Regions from separate parts of the Mus musculus genome. Here region 2 is linked to region 1. A link is a contact called in public Hi-C data. All regions are on one chromosome and are shown on one strand. The core of a region is the stretch at or near the end of the contact, and the rest is flanking DNA. Distances in the headings are between cores, read along the strand shown. Region 1 has its middle 15 kb from the start of Gm36639. Region 2 overlaps Chchd6 (coiled-coil-helix-coiled-coil-helix domain containing 6).

Region 1 (5,315 bases), core at 1,949-4,448:
GGAGCTTACCTGGCTACGGTGTTTAGAGGTGGACTTTTGAGGCATGAATCATAAGATTAGATCAACAGCGTGGGGCCCCATGGTCAAATCCCAGTAGCTTTGTAGAAATGGAGATCCCTCTCGGAGGACCTCGCACTCCCTCCCATCACTAGATGTAACCGCAGAGACCTTTGTTTGAACGTCCAGCCACTAGCACTGTGAACTAGATAAACCCATTTTCTTTATAAAGCCGATCGCTGTGGGTCTTCTGTTCTAGCAACAAAAAACTGACAACCATAAATGAGAGATTAGTTATGAGCTGCTGACAAATCGGTGCATACAACTGTCAGGACTTACAGAAGCCTGTTTATTTGGGAAAAAAAGAAAGGCTACAAATAGCCAAGAGTGAGAGTTCTCCAACAAGAGCATGAATTAGAAGCAATTAAAAAAAAAAAAAAGCTCTAAGGTTGAATGTATAAATGTATACATAAATTTGAAAGAATAGAAATTGAAAGAACCCTCCTGAACTGTTCACAAAGGTTAGCTCCAAACGAACAGGACAATGGAGCCGGACAATGAGCGTGATTGCAGAAGAACGCTCATGTTTGGTTCTCTGCAATTCGGAACTGATTGACTATTTTGACAGGGAAAAAATATTTTTGTACTACCTTTGATTCTTAAAACCGATTTTAAAAAAAAATTAAAAAAAAAGATCGTGCCAGTCACATTTTTTTTTTGACAATAGAAATAAAACTGGAAATGAACAAGAGGACAGCATCCCTAAATCTAGCCACTTGGAAATTTAAAAACAAATCTAAATAACGTGAGTGAAACAATAAATCAAAACTGAATTATCAACAATTTAGAAATGAGCTACAATAAAGGCTCGCCATAAAAGCCCCCAGGATACCGCCCAAGCCGCGGTGCTTAGAGGAAAATGAATAGCTCTAAATGCAGTCATTAGAAGGAGGAGAGATTGAAAAGAATTCAGCTTTCACCTCAATAAGCGCGGAAATGAACATCAAAATAAATCCAAAGAAAGCCAATGGAAGAAATTAATGTAGAAAAGGAGCACGAATTAATGAAATAGAATAAAACAATAGTGGGCTCTCGCTATAAAAATGAAATATAATGCTTTGAAAACAGCTGATAAACTAAACCAAACTAGCACATTTGAGCAAGGAACCACACACTAGCCACGGGCATGAAGGGGCCTTCCGGATGCGCCGCTTGGTAGAACACAGGGAAGCACAAAGACCAAATTTTACCAGTAAATCTGATTATCAAAAGCAATCAAGGCGGTTTTAAAAGGGAAGAAATGGGTCTGTGCAAGGCGGAAGTCTTCCTCAAGCTCCACCCCGGCCCTGCCATCGGGGATGCCCTCGAACCATCCCCCACACGGTCACGGTAGCCGCGGTCCCTGAGGGCTGAGAGGGAGGACTTCACAGGCTGGATCTGGTCCTGTGGACAGCTGTAGGTAGTCGTCAGTGGGGTTCTGCCGCATAGTCTTGGGGGAGGGTAGACCTCGGAGCGTTGTAGAGCATGTTGGGTAAGTTTCCTGCTGGCTGTTAGAGCCTCAGTCCACAGCCAGGAACCACGCCTGATAGTCCACACTGAATCAGGATGAGATGGGAAAAATAAAGAACAAATACATCCCCAAAGAGAGCTAAGAGGGCAGCCCTAAAAAAGAAAGGGCAGCCCTAATAAAGAAAGAAAGACCAAAAAAAAAAAAAAAAAAAAAAAGGAAGGAAGGAAGGAAGGAAGGAAGGAAGGAAGGAAGAAAGAAAAGACCCAGGTGGGGAATTTGTACGACATCTTGCAAAAAACCAAAAAACAGACTGGGAACCCTGTGTTCATTTTTCCCATTGTTATGTCTTAGTGAATGGAAGTTTGTGAGTCATGGGTCCAGCACTGAGTGGGTGGAACACTACATGTTTATAGGCTGGGGCTTTCTTAGGAGCCTCTGAGTCCCTCTTCTGATGGTCTAGATCCTTATAGTAGAGACAGAGAAGATGGGGATTAGAAACCAGGAAATGGCTAATTCATTCATTCATTCATTCGTCCCTGTGCTTGTCCTGTTTGAAGCATGAAGACCACAACAGTGATCAGGCAATCCCTAAGGCCTCAGTGGTGGTTTGGGAAGGAGTCACAGTAGCAACGAATGACCAGTTCAAAGGTCCTGGGGCAGGAGCAAGCCGGCCATCGCAGGGAGCAGTTCAGAGGCCAGGATAGCTAGAATGATATGGTTGGTGGAACAAATGAAGTCAGAGCCGGGCAGGCACCGCGACCACTCAAGAGCTCTCTCTCAGTGAAGATTACAGACAAGATCTGATGTGCTCTTTAGAAGATTTTTCCCCCCAAGGCACAGGCATGAGAAGAAGAGGTTCAAGGTCAGAGTAGGGTCTAAGGTCACTCACTGTCTGGAGGTGGGAATGGAACCAGGGTGTGGCAGTGGAGGGATCTTACACTGACACATATCAGTGTGAGTCCGGCAGGATTGGCTTGTAGTTCTCTGTGGCAGAGCTGGAGAAGTGCAGGGTGGTACCCAAAGCACCTCTGCAGGTTCCTTGGGTGAGCACCAAGGCTCTGGATTTCTGTGGGGAAATAAGAAAGAAATCCTGAGGATTTCTTCTGTGGGGCTGGGCAGAGATTCAATCCTGGTGGGCACAGGGTGGAGGGTGAAAGAGCAGCCCGGACAGAGTAAGGCTCAGGGGGTGTGACTGGGACTTGGGTCTGGTCCTGCACCTGCTCTGACCACCGTATCTTTCAACCCCCTACTCTACTCTTTGCGAGCACAGTTTGTCTGCTATTAACTGGCTAGGCCCCCCAGTCACTAGCCTCGGCTGAGACTCTGCCCTGGCTCCCCGCCTCCCTGCTGTGGCAGCCTCTGGGATTCACAATTTCAGCCTGACACCATAGTAACCACTTAGTGCGGTTCAAGATTCCAGTGTCATCCCTGGTCGCGCTTGAATAGGATGAGGCAGGGTGGGGGAGGGGAGGGCCCTGCAGAACCGCAATTATTTCTCAGTTGCCAAGGAAAATGTAAACAGAAGGTCAGCCTTGGCGGAGACTCTGTTTTATTTTTCCCTTTGTAGGATGGGTTGATTTGGGGAGATTAAATTGTGTGTTATTTTTCTTCCTGGGCTTCCCATCCTCCCGTCGGCCCGTTGACAGAGGCAATACAGCTGCAGAGACTGGGACTGAGACTGCACCGCAGCTGCCGCTCCAGCCTGCCCGGAAGCTGGAGAAGCCCCGCCCAGCTGTCCCCACCCACCAGAGTGCAGCCCCGGAGCCTGACCTGGGATTTTAGCCTGAAGTCAGGGCGAATAGTGTGGGTGTGAACCCTCGGCTCAGCAGAGGAACCAGCCGAACTACAGGAAGCTAGAAGAATGACCTGACAACTCACAGAACAAGGGAAAACAAGGAATTGTGCTGATTTAAGTTGCTAAAGCCAGGCAAGGTGGCTCATGCCTTCATCCCAGCACTTGGGAGGCAGAGGCAGGCAACCTCTGTGAGTTTGAGGCTAGCTTGGTTTACAAAGCTAGTTTCAGGCAGCCAGGGCTGTTACCCAGAGAAGCCCTGTCTCAAAAGAACAAACAAACAAACAAACAAAAGTTGCTGAGACTCGGGCTAGTTCCTTAGGTGGCGAAAGTTCCCTGATACATCCTACTGTTCTCTCTGACCAGGAGGGTTTCTTTTGCAGGAGAGGGAGTCATTGTCCCCGGTTTCTCACGCTCTGGATGGCGACTAGGCCTCCCTCGGGAGGCAGTGGGGGCTCTGTTGCCTCGAGGAAGTCCTCCCTCGCCTTCACTGTAGACCGTATGCATACCAGATTGGAGTTGTCTTTAGTTGTGTGCGTGGGACTTCTACTTTGAACTCTTCCAGAGAAGGGTCCTGCCATGTTTGAGGTCCCAGCCCTGGTGTCAGTCTTAATTTCAGTTGCTGCATCGGGGACCTGGGAGAGATGCTTTCAGATAGACTTGGCTGTTGCCTCTGGTCTCGGGTTATCATCTGGCCTGGAGGCTGGACCCTGTGAGGAACCAGCTTTACACTTGGCTCAGGAGCACCAGAATCCATCAGGACTGAAAAATACTGCCTGCCATCTACCTTCACCAAGCCTTGAGCTGACCTTATTAGACAGCCGCAAGAGGGAGAGGGAAAAGGAGAGGAGGAGGAAGCTGCCAACAAGGTTTCTGGCATCAGGGGGCCAGTTTCTTCAGCAGCTCCTGAGTGCTTCTTCCTACATCTTTCCTGGATATGGGAATCACAATGGAACCAGATGTGAGCTGGAGGGTCCTGATGCCAGTTAGCTCTGCACGGCCAGAGCCCTTTAACCATGGCTTTAGGAAGCCTGTTTACTGTGGAGACCCAAAATTAACTTTGTGCTGCAGGGTTAGGCAGATCTAGCAGCCTCCTGGCTCAGCAGCAGGGAGAACTCTGGTGGGGTGCTTGCTCTCTCTTCCTGACCTCTCCCACCAAGGATGTTTGCACTTTGTAACCTGGGTGCTACCCAACCTCCCTCACCCCCTGGAGGATCCAGCTCCATGCTGCCTAGAAAACCCAGCCTGGAGGCTCCACAGGCCACAGCTGGCCCTGGTGGAGTGTGCCTGCTCACTGAGCTCCAAGTCCTTCCTTCGCCTCCTCTGAGCCCCATTTTACCGAAACATGCACATGGACAATGGATTCTCTGTTTTGCTGGCACACAGGCTGTTCCTGCTCAGGTGTTTTGTTTTGTTTTTTTTCCCTTTGCGGCTCCTGAAATCAAGTCTGTTTACCTTACGCCATGATCCTTTCAAGAATCAGAAAGGGACCTATACCTTCTCACCTCTTCTAAGCAACCTGCACTCCTCTGGGAAGGCAGGTACACAACCCTTTCTGGCCCTCCATCACTCCTGCTGTGTGCCATGGCACTATGCACACACCCGAGTTTCCTGGCCACCCTTGGTGCCCATTGCACAGAGGCAAAGTAGAGGCTTACAGAAGATAAGAACCCAGAGCTGGTGCAGCCTTTCTGCACATCCATGCATGTGGGTTTCAACAAGGACTCCTGAATGCCAATGAGCACCCAGAGGAAACAGTAAGTGGGGGCAGGGTACGCAGTGCAGTGGTAGCATCCCTTCTGCAAGCTGATCTTCTAGCCACACTCTGGTACCCAGAAGGATCGCTGGGAGAAGCAGGGTGGGAGGGGAGGAAATATCAACTCCAGGGTGGCAGAGGCAGTCACTGAGGCTGTGCATAGCATGAGCATCGTGCTCTGTTCTTGATGCTGTCTGAGCGTGTCACTCAGCAGAGCCCTGGCTGAGAAGCAGGTTTCCTGACTGGAGACTCGGCAGCAG
Region 2 (5,315 bases), core at 1,649-4,148, 540 kb after region 1:
AAACACCTAGGTGTTGATGAAAAGAAGTCACCAGTGATGACTTCATTCCCATTTCCTAAATATAATGACAACAGATTTTGATATACTGAGTTTAAAAACAAAGGGGGCTACTGGTGTTTTTTTTTTATATAGATTAATGGAATGTTCCATTTTTTTCAAACCACACGAATATATCTGCATCTAATGAGACAGTTGTGCCTACCTGTCAAGCCTAAATAATCAAGCTGCCAAAAACGGAGCTACAATGACTCAAATGCAGACACCCTGCAGAATCCCTGGGGAGTGCACACCCACAGGGTTTCAGGAGCAAGGGAAAGATACTTCCAGATACCAGTTGTGCACTGCAGTGTCAGAAGTTACTGACCCTCCAGATAGGGTACCAAGTCAGGACTCAGGAGCCTGCAGACACAGGTTATCTTCACCTCCCTCTTGAGACTGGCAAGATGAATACCACTCTGATGCTCTATGGCTGTCACCTCCTTCCCTTGGAGACACAGATCTGCTGCCTGCAGCCAGGGAAGCTGCTGTGGAGAACCCTACCCTCCATCCCCGGAAGCTGCTCTCTTCCCCATTCCTGGTCAGAACTACCTATGCTGATACCTCTCACAGTGCTTGGCAGAGCCAGGAAAGCTGGCCTTTCTTTAGGACATTTTCTGCACATAATTAGGAAAGTCTCTCAGATTCTCTTTACAATCTTTCTTCTCCAGGATTTCTGAGTATGATAGCTAGCAACCTCTTCTGAGCAAAACACCAAACCCAAGTAGACTGGCAGGGGCCTTGCTTTCTCATGGTAGCCATCTCCTCTATTGCTGGCCAGCTTCTTAATACGGGCACTACTCTGAGGCTCAGGTGAAGGTGTCTAACATTTCATCTCTGGGGTTCGTTCCATATCTAAAGTGGCTACAAATGGAATGTATTTGGAGGTACATTATCCCTAAGGAAAGACCCTGGGGCTCCTGGCAGCATCACACAGGCAGAAATCAATCTCTTTGTAAACCAATTAGAGGTAGCACACATGCTTTTCACTTTGCAGTGGAGCAGTTAAACAGTCTGCTTTGGAAGGAAACATCAGGAAGAATGTTCCTGGATAACTTTACCTCCTCTCTCCCCAGTTTGCTAAGTCTCAGCACCTTAGCAACAGCTTTGCCATGAGGGAGTGTCCAGGCAAGCACAGAAGTATACAGTCCTGAGAGCTGAACCATGGCTAGCTTTAGGCATCTTCCCCTAGAGAGGGAGTTCTACTTCTTCTTTGGCGACTCTGTAACACAACGAACCAGAACTCTAATTGCTAGGATGATTTATGGACTGATATGCATATTAAGTCCCTTCCTTTTTCTACCTGTATTCTAGAAACTGTACACAGAACGTTGGGGGTATCAGCACTGCTGTGGACAAAGGAATGTGCTTCTCTTCCACCTGGAACTTACATAGCCACACCACTTTCAAGGCGGTATTCTCCCCCATAAAGGCTAAGCAGCAGAGTCCTTCCTCCCTAACCCTGAGGAATGACAGTCACTATGGCAAGCACCTTGTGAGTAACACCAACTTTCAGTGAGCTGGGAATGTATGTATGCTGTGCCCTTGAGACCACTGTAGTACAAGAGCTTGCAAGACAGGAGGACAAAACCCAGAGCTCTCTTTTCACCCACTACTACCTAAAGGACAGTCATGAAGGCTCTGAGCAACTACTAGGAAGCAACAAAGGCATTAAGGCCAAAACAGGTGGGGGCAGCTGATCAGTGTCTTGGAGTGGCTGCCAAGAAACCGAGAAGAATATGGCTAGGACCAGCTCTCTGAGAAAGACATCCCTACAGAGACCTTCCATATTTACATGAGACCCCACCCTGCTGTGGAGTTGGCAGCAACCAATTCAGGGCAAGCCAGAGCTATGGTAGGCATGCAGGCCAGCTACAGCATGCTCATAGGAATGTCACAGATGATCTTGCCATGTCATCCTCCTGGAGACTCTCCAGAAGGACACAGAAGAATAGGACTCTTGCCACTAGACCCTGGCTTCTTCAGAGAAATGAGCAGCAGTGGCTGTACTGGGAGCCAGCATTAGGATCCTTTAACCTAATGGCTATTCACCACAGTTCAAGTCACCGCTAGGTTAGCTGAGTTCCCTCCATGTCTTCTCCGGGCCTTGAAAAAAAAATCTCCCTTGCTGCCAAAACTGGCAGTCCATCCGCCTACAAGAAAGTCAGAATCTGCTTGTTTTGTGCAAAGACGCCAAGAAAAGGCGCTTGAAGGATGTCACCAGCTCTTAGAGAAGATGGTGCAAGGAACCCTCTGTCTCCTAACCATCTGTCTGAGGACAAAGTCCACAGAGCCACCCTTAATCCCACCCTAATTTGAGGCATTAGGCTATGAGCAGCCTGGACTACACAGCCTGAGAAAACAGTAACCTATGGTTGATAAGGGAATGACCCAGACCATCCCTCCTCAAACCTCAGCATTTCTCACCCTGCCCCCCCATCTAAGCCCAACTGTGCCTCTATTGCTCTGGACTCAAGCCAAGCTGCCACCAGCAACATCCTCGGAAAGAAGCAAACCACAGCAAGAAGAGGGAGCCCATCCTCCAGCCAGTGCATTACAGGGGCTGGAAGATCTCCTTCTCTGATTCTCAGGGGCACCACTTGGTCTCTTGAACTGCAGCAAGCCTAGGGCAGCCACAACAGGAGAGTAGAGTTAGCAAAATCAAAGGCTAGGAGAGAGGTGGAGAGTCTGCCAGAAGAAAAGGCATCTCTGGCTTCCTAACCAGGTTCAGTGTCTCTAGAATCAGCAGTTACAGACCCACTAAAAGGCATTTGGGCAAGAGGACCCTTGCTCTCCATCCCACTGGGTCTTTTGCAGCATTTCAATCGTCCCCACCAACAAGTGGCCCAGGACTGCCACCTAGTGGACTCTGCTCAATAAGCACGACAGAGAGGGGCCAGACCCGAGAGAGGTTGGGGGTGGATGTACAGCAGTGTGACCTCATTCCCAAGATTCAGTGGGATTCTCCCAAGCTGTGCAATAAGCCAAACTTTTGAGAAAACAGTTACCCAGGAGTCAGAGTGAAAAGCAGAAAGAAGTCAGTTTATGAGTCTGTCCTCCTTCCCAACTTTTCCCAAGAGCAGACAGCAGCTTCCCTGCTCACACCTGCCCTATGGCAGTACAGGAAAGGAAATTCATGGAGTAGGCACACCAATTCCAAATGCCCTTCTATGCTGCTCCTTCCAGAGATTTCAGGACATGAACTTCTTAGAAAATACTTTCCATGGCCATAGGAAGTGGCTCACTGTGGACACAAGAGGTGCTCCCGAGAGGAAGATAGGAACCCAGATCGAGTATGTCTGGTAAAGGGTTGCACAGACCTAGTATACGTCAATGTCCGGGGCCCCTCTGCCTCCCTTTGCTTCCTAGCCAGGATGAGATGAGCAACTTAGCTTTGCCATGTCCTTCCACCTGCCTCCTCACTGCCAGAAATATAGCCAGCTATGAGCAGAGAGTTCTGAAACCATGAGCCCAAGCAAGCGGTACCTCCCTTTCAACTGTATCTCTCAAGTATTCGTCACCGTGGCCAGCACAGTTCCTAATGGCTCCTAGAGAACAGAAGCCACACAGAGTTCAGAACAAGATGAATGTGGGAGTCACTGAGGGTGGGGCAGTGAGGAGGCAACAGCAGAGAGTGAGAATTTCCATCTGTCCCCAACAGCCATGCCTCCCTCCTCCACTGTGACAGAGCTTCAGCTTGACGACAGTTAGACACAATTCCTAAACAGCTTATAGCTGAGAGAGGCCACAGGACCGTCCAGCCAACAGGACATGTCTAGAAATGGTGTGCTCAGTTCTGTTCTTGCTTTTAAACTGGCCGTGATCTCACCAGGCCCCCCTCCCCATCAGGGAGAGCTGGAGCAACCACCTGGAAGCCACACATGCTGAGGCTGGAAACCCTACGAGCCCAGACCACCGAGCTATGGAAAAGGGTGCTGGGTCTTTCTACTTGTGTCACTCACTGTGCTGCTGGGCTCCCAGTCAATATCCTGCCTATCTACTCAGTCCTCCAAGACAATCAGTGTCCTGTCTGATCATCACAACTTTCCCTGGGATGGTGGTGAGCCTCCCACTGATCTTGCCTCCTCCACTCTGAGCCCTCCTCCACCTTGATAAAGACCTACCATAAGCTCCCTCCTATCTCCAACCCTGACTGTCCCCTCTGCTTGAGAAATCTTGTGACTTGAGGACTCCCTTGCTTGCCCCTTTTAAGTCACAGCTTTCTCAGCTTATGACCCCAGGCTTGTCAACGAGTTCTCCTCCTCTGACCTTGACTGCAGTGCTGCCGCTCCTCATCCTCAGACCTCTCCCCCTCCTCCCTCAGTCTAAGTCCTACTGACCCTCAGGCTTGGTCCAAGTGTCAGTTTCTCAGAGAAGCCTCTTGCACACCTCAACCTACATTAGGTCCTTATTGCTACTCTCACTAAGCATTGTCCACCTCACTAGCATCTCTCTTAGCTCAGTTTGTAGCTCAAGAGTGTTTGCTTGTTTGATGTCTGCTTTTCCAAGGGGAGTCTAGGCCACAGCAGAGCAGGTTCTATGTCAATAATGCATGTCCAACACACTAAGACAACAAAGCCCAGATAGACAGCTGCAGCAGAGGAAATAACAGAAATCCATGTGAGGACAGTGAAACTCAATGGACAGATTTGTTGGAAAGATCATAGAGACATCTGAGGAGGCATTCATGGAAGTAGAAGCCAAACTGTCTGAGAAGTGAGATCACAGCTTTACCACCGCACCTCCACCACCCTCCGTGATAAAGGGACAGGAAGAGGAGGGAGGAACCTAGAAGGGCTGCTTAGGAAAGGCTATCGTCTTCAGAAAGGGTACTAAGTATAAAGAATGGGGCTCTGGGGAGGAGGAAGCGACTAGGTCCAGGATCCAACCCAGGTCACTTGAAGGCAAGGTACCTCAGAAGCAAAGACTTAGAAGCTAGGAAGGGGCTAGGGAAAGGTGTGTGTGGCTGGTGTGGCAGAGAGTCTTTGCAATGGGATGCCAGGAAAGGTGATCTTTCTAGACTCTCAAGGTCTCTCACAACCCTCAGGAGCTAGGCCCAGGTGTGGAGGAGCATCTAACTGAAACACCCAGGCTGAACAGTCATATGTGGCAGGCCTAGAGGATAAAACAACATGCAGAAGCAGTTCTCAACACAAACTTGTCAGACAGGAGAAATGCTCAAGGTTAGAACCATTGCAGGCCTTGGAGAAAGCCAGAAAGGAAGTTGGTGGGGCAAGAAGGAGAAAGTGAACACAGTTTCTGACTTGAGATGCAGTCCA

What was found. Hi-C and Micro-C count contacts between places; a contact is called where the count stands out from the background.
Region 2: a contact with region 1 is called in a Hi-C map of bone marrow-derived macrophages, with 20 read pairs. The contact joins two enhancer-like sites. A contact is called at or near these places in 3 of 15 datasets of contacts at CTCF or cohesin (the NIH/3T3 cell line, embryonic stem cells and stem cell-derived epiblast-like cells), 2 of 484 Hi-C or Micro-C datasets (bone marrow-derived macrophages and ventral hippocampal neurons) and 5 of 115 datasets of contacts at active chromatin or transcription factors (embryonic basal ganglia, embryonic hindbrain, embryonic midbrain and 2 more).

The regions. Positions count from the first base shown.
Region 1 is chr6:89,005,818-89,011,132 of GRCm38.p6, forward strand. No RefSeq gene overlaps it. Among named protein-coding and RNA genes, the nearest start is that of Gm36639, 15 kb to the right of the region's middle. Within about 2 kb of position 3,199, at least 136 of the 459 cell types and tissues checked have an H3K27ac peak or open chromatin away from gene starts, as enhancers often do. A contact at or near this core is called in bone marrow-derived macrophages, where this site is marked.
Region 2 is chr6:89,550,598-89,555,912 of GRCm38.p6, forward strand. All of the region lies in intron 4 of Chchd6 (coiled-coil-helix-coiled-coil-helix domain containing 6), which reads right to left. Among named protein-coding and RNA genes, the nearest start is that of Chchd6, 42 kb to the right of the region's middle. Within about 2 kb of position 2,899, at least 38 of the 459 cell types and tissues checked have an H3K27ac peak or open chromatin away from gene starts, as enhancers often do. A contact at or near this core is called in bone marrow-derived macrophages, where this site is marked.